2 separate regions of the Danio rerio genome follow, and region 1 is linked to region 2. The links are chromatin contacts, called in public Micro-C maps. All regions are on one chromosome and are shown on one strand. The core of a region is the stretch at or near the end of the contact, and the rest is flanking DNA. Distances in the headings are between cores, read along the strand shown.

Region 1 (3,614 bases), core at 1,039-3,538, 39 kb before region 2:
CCACTTACGCGATGGCCTCACTCCGTTCCCACGGCTCTCGGCCACGCCCCTTTCGCCACAGTGTGTAAATCTATATTTATTAAATTTTTAAATTACAGAAATTTTATTGACTAATATGAAAATGTTCATCTGATTTATTTGCAATGCAGTCTGTAAAGTAATATGTTCTGTCTTTTAGTAGAGATATTGTATGAGAGACTTACTTTATATAAAAATAAAGAGAATCTAATTGGATTTGCATTTTAAACATTAAATAAAAGTAAGAAATATATTATTTTTATTTCACGTATTAAGGTTTTAGTTTTGATACTCCCACAATAACGTTCGCATATTCCATCTGGCCCTACATATCATCAGATCTGAGTGTAGTGAAGGTATGCTAGTAAGTTTCATAAGACTTTTTGACATGGTTATGCAGAGGCTGACATTAGTTTCTGCTGTGTTTTCATATAGATTCAAATATCAAAATGCAACTCTAAATACATCTCTGTTGGTCAGTTTTGACAAGTTTAATTAACATTTAGCCATAACACGATTCAGGAGAAGCAAACTAAGTTACTGTAGTGGCATAAAGATAACTCACTCCTTCTAGCTAAAATAAACCACTATTTTAATTAAAAAGATTGTCATTTAGCAAGAAATACTTCATTTGTTTTAAAAACAACTGACAACCAAAGGAAGCTTGGGATATAAAGTTAGTCCTACATGCAATGTTTTAAGCACAAAACCCTGATCATGTCTCGCAATGCAACATCTGAACAACGTTTTAAGGTGTGAAACCATAATAATTTTGAATGCTTGAAATTTAGGCTATCTTGGAGATTATGTTTTGTCCTTAGCACTTGCCTCTTTTTGTCCTTCCCTCTCTCCCTCCCTTCCTCTCGCTCTCCCACACACAGCTGCTGTTTTCTTCCTCCTCTCCAAACTTTAGGAACTTGTTTTGTTGAAGAGATGTTTCTGGTCGCTCTGAAACTCAAAGGAGTTTTTCTTTTTAATTATAGCATACTTAAGTTCACACCTTCAAAGGCTCTCTTTGACGTCTGGCGTTTTTGGCCTTGTCATTTTTTCCCCTGCCTCCTTTGAAATGGATTACTCTTCGCACAAGATGTATTCTGGTATAGGCCAAGCCTAGACTAGCCTTTTCTCATCTTGTTTATATTAAATCCCGTTCAACTCTATGCCGCTGGAGGACAGTCAGTCTTTGTCATGGGATAATTTCATTTTCCTAAAGCAACTTCAAGAGCTTGATTGAACATTTGGATGGCAGACCTGCATCTTGACTCAAGGCAGAAAAAAAAAAAAAGAAATAAAATCTGACCTGATCTCTTATAGCTATCATGGGAAAGGAGCTGGAGAGTCACTTTGAAAGAAAGTACTAGCGGTCCTCACTAAAGCTCCAAGACAAACCACAAGAATTCTAAGCAGCACTTGGAGTTTCTCTCTGAATCATTGGATACCAGACGAGCATGAGGAACAGTTCTGTTTATTATCTTACCGGTAAATACTTAAAAGCCGGGGAAGCATAATGGAAAGGCTGTGTTTGTAGATTCAGATTAGTATTACTGGGATTGGATAATCATGGACTATATTATGCTTGCCATCACCACATGCACAGAAATCAGAATAACATCTAAAATTGGCATAACCTCAGATAGTTCATGCCAGGTGTAAATTACAGAGGATTTTGTTTACAGTTTAGACCATTAAAAGGGGAAAACGAACGGTTGTGGATCTTACTAAACTGTTTTAATTCAAATACATTATTTTTTGTGTTATCTTTACATTTTGGCGATACCAAAGTTTATCTTTATCATCCAAAAAGACGCTTAAAAAGGAAAATATTTGCCACTGAGGAGGTTACTATAGTAAACTAAAGTTTTAGCGACAACATAATTAGACACTTGTCTCACGACACAACGAGTATACAAACACTTATAAAAGCTGCATGTTGAAAATCGTGTCGTGGTTTACTGAAAGCCACGTCAAAATAATTGAAGTTACGTAAGTCCTACCTTAAAAGATTGCGCTTTGAATATTACCTTCAGGAAAGAAAGAAAAACCGATTAACTTAAAATAGCTTGTCATTAACACAGTGAGGTGCTTTGCGCAACCATCTTTTTATTATTCTGACCATAAGTAGTCTGTATGAGTGTAGGAAAACAAGTGTGTGAGAAGGTAAAAGCGCGTATCTGACAGCAGAGCTGCTCATTCACCTGGTGCACGCGGACGCGAGCAGCGCAGCCACGCACTTTGGGGTTTGTTCCATTGCTCAGTGCGCGCGCTCCCCGAAGACAACCCGGCGTTACATAGCTGCGCACCCGAGCCTCTCAGCTGTCAACCGACCATGTGGTTCATCAATCTGACTTTGCTCGTTCTCAAACTCTTTGCGTCTGCGGAAGGATTCTCCACGTGCCATTCCTACAACTTAGACGACCACAAGTCCAAAAGGATCGAGGCTGTGCGCGGGCAGATTTTGAGCAAGCTGCGCATTCGGAGTCCACCGGATCCCGAGGCGAGCCCGACACCGCAGCCTGTCCCGGCGGAGGTGATGCTGCTTTATAACAGCACGAAGGAGCTGCTGAAGGAGCGCGCGCGCCATGCGGAGGCCGCGTGCGAGCGGGAGAGCAGCGAGGAGGATTATTACGCCAAAGAGGTGCAGAGGGTCAACATGATGCCGCTGCGCACTGATACCAGTGAGTGATGATGCTGATGCCCACTTTAATGCTTGCATCATTCAAAGTAATGCGTGTGTGTGTATGAAAACCATTTATTGAAATGATTACTGTTGGGGATATTTTCATCCACTCTAGGGTGATTTTAGGTCTTAATTGGAAAAATCTGTTAATTAACCTTAGTCCTGATCAAAACTACTAAATTGGTTAGAAAATTTCAGGATTTATATCCCTTTAATTGCCAAATTAATAAATTATGTCACAAAATTACACATTTTCAATATAAAAAGTAATTGTGGACTGGATTTTTTTTGCTTTTTACCTATACGTCTTAGACATGCAAAACAACATTGCCTTTAATGCATTGTTTTTGACCCATTGACTTTCATTATAATCACATTTTTATGATTACAAAAACCATGACTCCATGTAATCATGCATTTTTAAGTGTTGGTGGTTTTCCCTGTTGGGAAGAGGTAAAATTAGTATTTTTTACTGTTAATCATCAGTTGGCACCATTAATAGTTAATAGTTGGTTTTGTTTTTGGATTTATGGAGCATAACAGCAAATCAAAGTGTGTGTGTGTGTGTGTGTGTGTGTGTGTGTGTGTGTGTGTGTGTGTGTGTGTGTGTGTGTGTGTGTGTGTGTGTGTGTGTGTGTGAGTGAGAGTGACTTTTGTGCACTTACCTTGAAGTTTCTGAGAAAATCTAAATCTGCATCTCAGCTCTCAGAACTACAAGGAGTAAATAAAAACAAAGACTGTGTTTTTATGCATCATCAAATGAGGTTATAATGAAAGTAAAAGGAGCAAAAATAGCCACCAACAGTAAATTAGGGAGAAAAATTTGAAATCCAACAATGCATCAAAGCCAATGTTGTTACTAATCATTGACATATTCAAGATAAAAGGTAAAAAAAAATTGTCCACAATTACCTTTTTA
Region 2 (3,312 bases), core at 347-2,846:
ATTGCGTACATTTTAAGTTTGTGCTTATAAGTCTTTAAACACTACATTCTCTGTGATGTCGTAATCACCATATTGCTTTCCAGGTCCTCTTATTTGATTTGATGTTTCGACCATCCTATTTTTTTCCGTAACCTAGTGACAACCAGTACAGCGATGAAACAGCAACATGGCGGCAACATCAAATTATAAGGCTAAAAGAAAAAGTCTGTTTCTGACGTCCTGGAAGCAGACATTTACATGTGAACAACGCAACTAAAAAATGAAGTGATGTTTTGCACAGTTTGCCATCAGTTTGATAAGTCAGCCACCTTTTGTTAAATAATTTCGAACCGCAATAAAATACCTCATTTTCCTCTGCTCTTTTTGTTTGCAAAACACTTTTAACATTTGTTAGGTATTGAAATTGTAGAGTCACAGACTTTGTTGACACATTGTTTAAAATATGTGGCTTAAAAAATAGCTATTAACTTCCCTTTTTTTTTTTTTTTTGGTGGGGCCTGTAAAATTTTGGCAGGGCAAGTAAAAATCTAAACCACTGGCCTGATCGGACCAGTAGAAAAACTCCTTAGCGTTGAACCCTGAGAAGGTATCAAAAATTACCAAAATCTAGTTTTGCTCAAGGTTTTTTTTTTCTCTAATGTCTCATTTAAGAGGGCGACAGGGTGGCTCAAAGGTTAGCACTTTCACCTCACAGCAAGAAGGTCTCTGGTTCAAGTCCCAGCCCCAGTTGGCATTTCTGCATGAGTGTTTGCATGTTCTCCCTGTGTTTGCATGGGTTTTTTTAAGGTGCTCCGGTTTCCCCCCACAGTCAAAACACATGCGCTATAGGTGAATCGAATAAACTAAATTGGCCGTAGGGTATGAGTGTGCTTCCCAGTACTGGGTTGCAGCTGGAAGAGCATCTGCTGTGTAAAACATATACTGGATAAGTTGGCGGTTCATTCTGCTGTGGTGACCCCTGATGAATAAAGGGACTAAGCTGAAAAATGAATGAATATAAGTGCAACCATCCCAAGTCTCCTGGAATTATCATTCATTTGCGGGCATCCAGGTGTCTCTATGCATTTGCGGGAGACTCACGGATGCCTGCAAATGAATAATAATCACCCTAAAGCTGCACGCCTTCCTCCTGGTTCTCAAATACGTCACACAGCCCTCTCCACCGCATCACTCCCGCTCTTCAGACACATCGCACAACATCCCCTCCATCTCCTGCAAATCATCTCTGTTTCCCCCGGAAGTGACTTTTCCAAACTTGGAATGTCTGTGAATGAATCTCATAAAATTTTTTTTAAATAATATTTCATGTTTCAGATATATGTAATTGATGAAATATGCTTTAATAAACTGTTCTTTCATTTTAATCTCGACTGTATACAACAAATACCTAAAGCAGTTTTCCTGTTTCTCCAAACACAGTATCAGGACACACCACAAAACCAACTGCAGGTTTTCTCGCTGCCCACTTCTAAAGTAAGACATTTCCGCTCAGAAATCAATTTCAGTCACGCTCAGGTTACAAAATGAACGGCTTCCGGTTTCAGACATTGATGCGGCGGGTGTAGAAGTCGTGTTAGGTGGGGCTGAAGTGCAGAGGTAGAATTTGGAAGCCCTGCGGAAAAGCTCCTCTGTAAACCACCACCATGTGTTTGTCCTCGTCCCTCTAAATACCCCCTTCACTCTGCAACCGGCATTTATCCCCACAGCCAGGGCCTTACAAAAGCCATTCCTGGAGCTGTCTCACGCTGGGACATATCGTTACTCGCTCTTTCACTCGTTCGCCTCGTCTTCCCACACCAAGGGCTTTTAAAATCTCATCCAGCTCCTGCTGCGCGAGCTCCTCAGCGAAATTGCTTGTTTTCTGTAAACAAATCTGTTTGTGCGCATGCTGTAAAATGTGTCTGGGTAGGTAGATGCTTAGATGTACTCTCTGTAAATGTGTTTTCAGAAGGAGTCTGTGTGTGAGCTGGAGTGTAAATATAACATTTATACTAACACCAGAGTAATATAAACAGTCTCTTTTATGTAGAATAAAGCATGTAAGATATTTGCCCTCGTCAGATGACCACAAGAGGGAGCCTGCTTCATAGGTTAGTGTTAACCAGCCAAAGATTGAAAATCTGGTTAGCCTCTGCTGGTAGATGCTGTAACTACAGCCTCCATCCAGAAACATCTTTCCATTATAGAGTAGCAAATATGGAAAACAATAAAAAAAATCATATTTAATAAATTATTTAAAAAAAAATGTTTGCTGTATATTTCAAATTTCTTTTATATGAATTTAACTGTTCAATAAAAGAAGCATCGCAACAGCATCTGCTGTTTCTGTATTCATTACAATCAAATTATTTGATTCTAGAGCTCAATATATAGTTTCAACATCGATATCGCAATGTGATCATTCGCAATAGTCACATCGCAGGATATGCATGTTGAGAATATAATTTATTTATCCTTATTTGTTTTTAATGTCTGTGATTGTATAATGTTTTTAAAAACATTTAGGTGTAAGAAATTGTACTGTTTGTAACCTTAATCAGGGACATGCAGAGACCTTTAAGGGGCAGGGGCTCAAAAAAGGGCACTATTTATTAAATAATAATAATAATAATAATTGTACTTTAATAACTAAAATATATTGAAGGATATTTCAACCTAAATTCATGGATAGTTCATTCAAAACTGAAAATTCAGTCACCATTTACTCACATTTCACTTGTTCCGACCTACAGTATTTGACTTTTTCTTTTGTTGATCACACAAAATAATATTTTAAAGAAAGTAGGAAACCTGTAACCATTGACTTTCAAAGTTTTGTTTTTCCTACGCTTTTTTTTTTAAATATCTTTTTTGATCTTTTTATTTATTTAGTGTTTGACAAAATAAAAAAAACAAAGATTTGAAACCACTTTAAGGTGATTAAATTAATTTTTTTTGGGTGAACTACCCCTTTTCAATAAATTTTTTGTCTTTCAGTTTTTTTTTTTTTTTTTTTTTTGCTGAACAAAATACAATATTTTGAAGAATGTGACACTGATAGCCACTGACTTCCATAGCTAGCCTATATGTACATGTTTTATAGCTTCAATTAACATATATTCTGAATAAATGACTATCAGCTGTCGTTTTTCAGTTAAATTAGCCTGTATGCTTATGGTATTGCCCTGGCTAAACTTTAGCTAGCTTATTATTACATAGTTGTTAATCAGGAGGATGTTAGCAACACAAAATAGACTATTTGCTTTTGAACTTTTGGATAATAACTTTAAATTTGAGCTTCAGGTAGTCTTAGTCGTTACTCACCTCCACCAA

Evidence for each region. Hi-C and Micro-C count contacts between places; a contact is called where the count stands out from the background.
Region 1: a Micro-C map of caudal fin shows a contact between it and region 2, with 2.4 times the contacts expected there. The contact joins the promoter of tgfb5 here to the enhancer-like site in region 2. A contact is called at or near these places in 1 of 18 Hi-C or Micro-C datasets (caudal fin) and 1 of 4 datasets of contacts at active chromatin or transcription factors (caudal fin).

What each region holds. Positions count from the first base shown.
Region 1 is chr14:9,348,044-9,351,657 of GRCz12tu, reverse strand. tgfb5 (transforming growth factor, beta 5) reads left to right here and starts at 2,288. Exons shown (of 7, transcript XM_021481114.3): 1 at 2,288-2,693. The coding sequence starts at 2,345.
Region 2 is chr14:9,308,240-9,311,551 of GRCz12tu, reverse strand. All of the region lies in intron 10 of kcnk4a (potassium channel, subfamily K, member 4a), which reads right to left. Among named protein-coding and RNA genes, the nearest start is that of kcnk4a, 33 kb to the right of the region's middle. Within about 2 kb of position 1,596, at least 6 of the 62 cell types and tissues checked have an H3K27ac peak or open chromatin away from gene starts, as enhancers often do. A contact at or near this core is called in caudal fin, where this site is marked.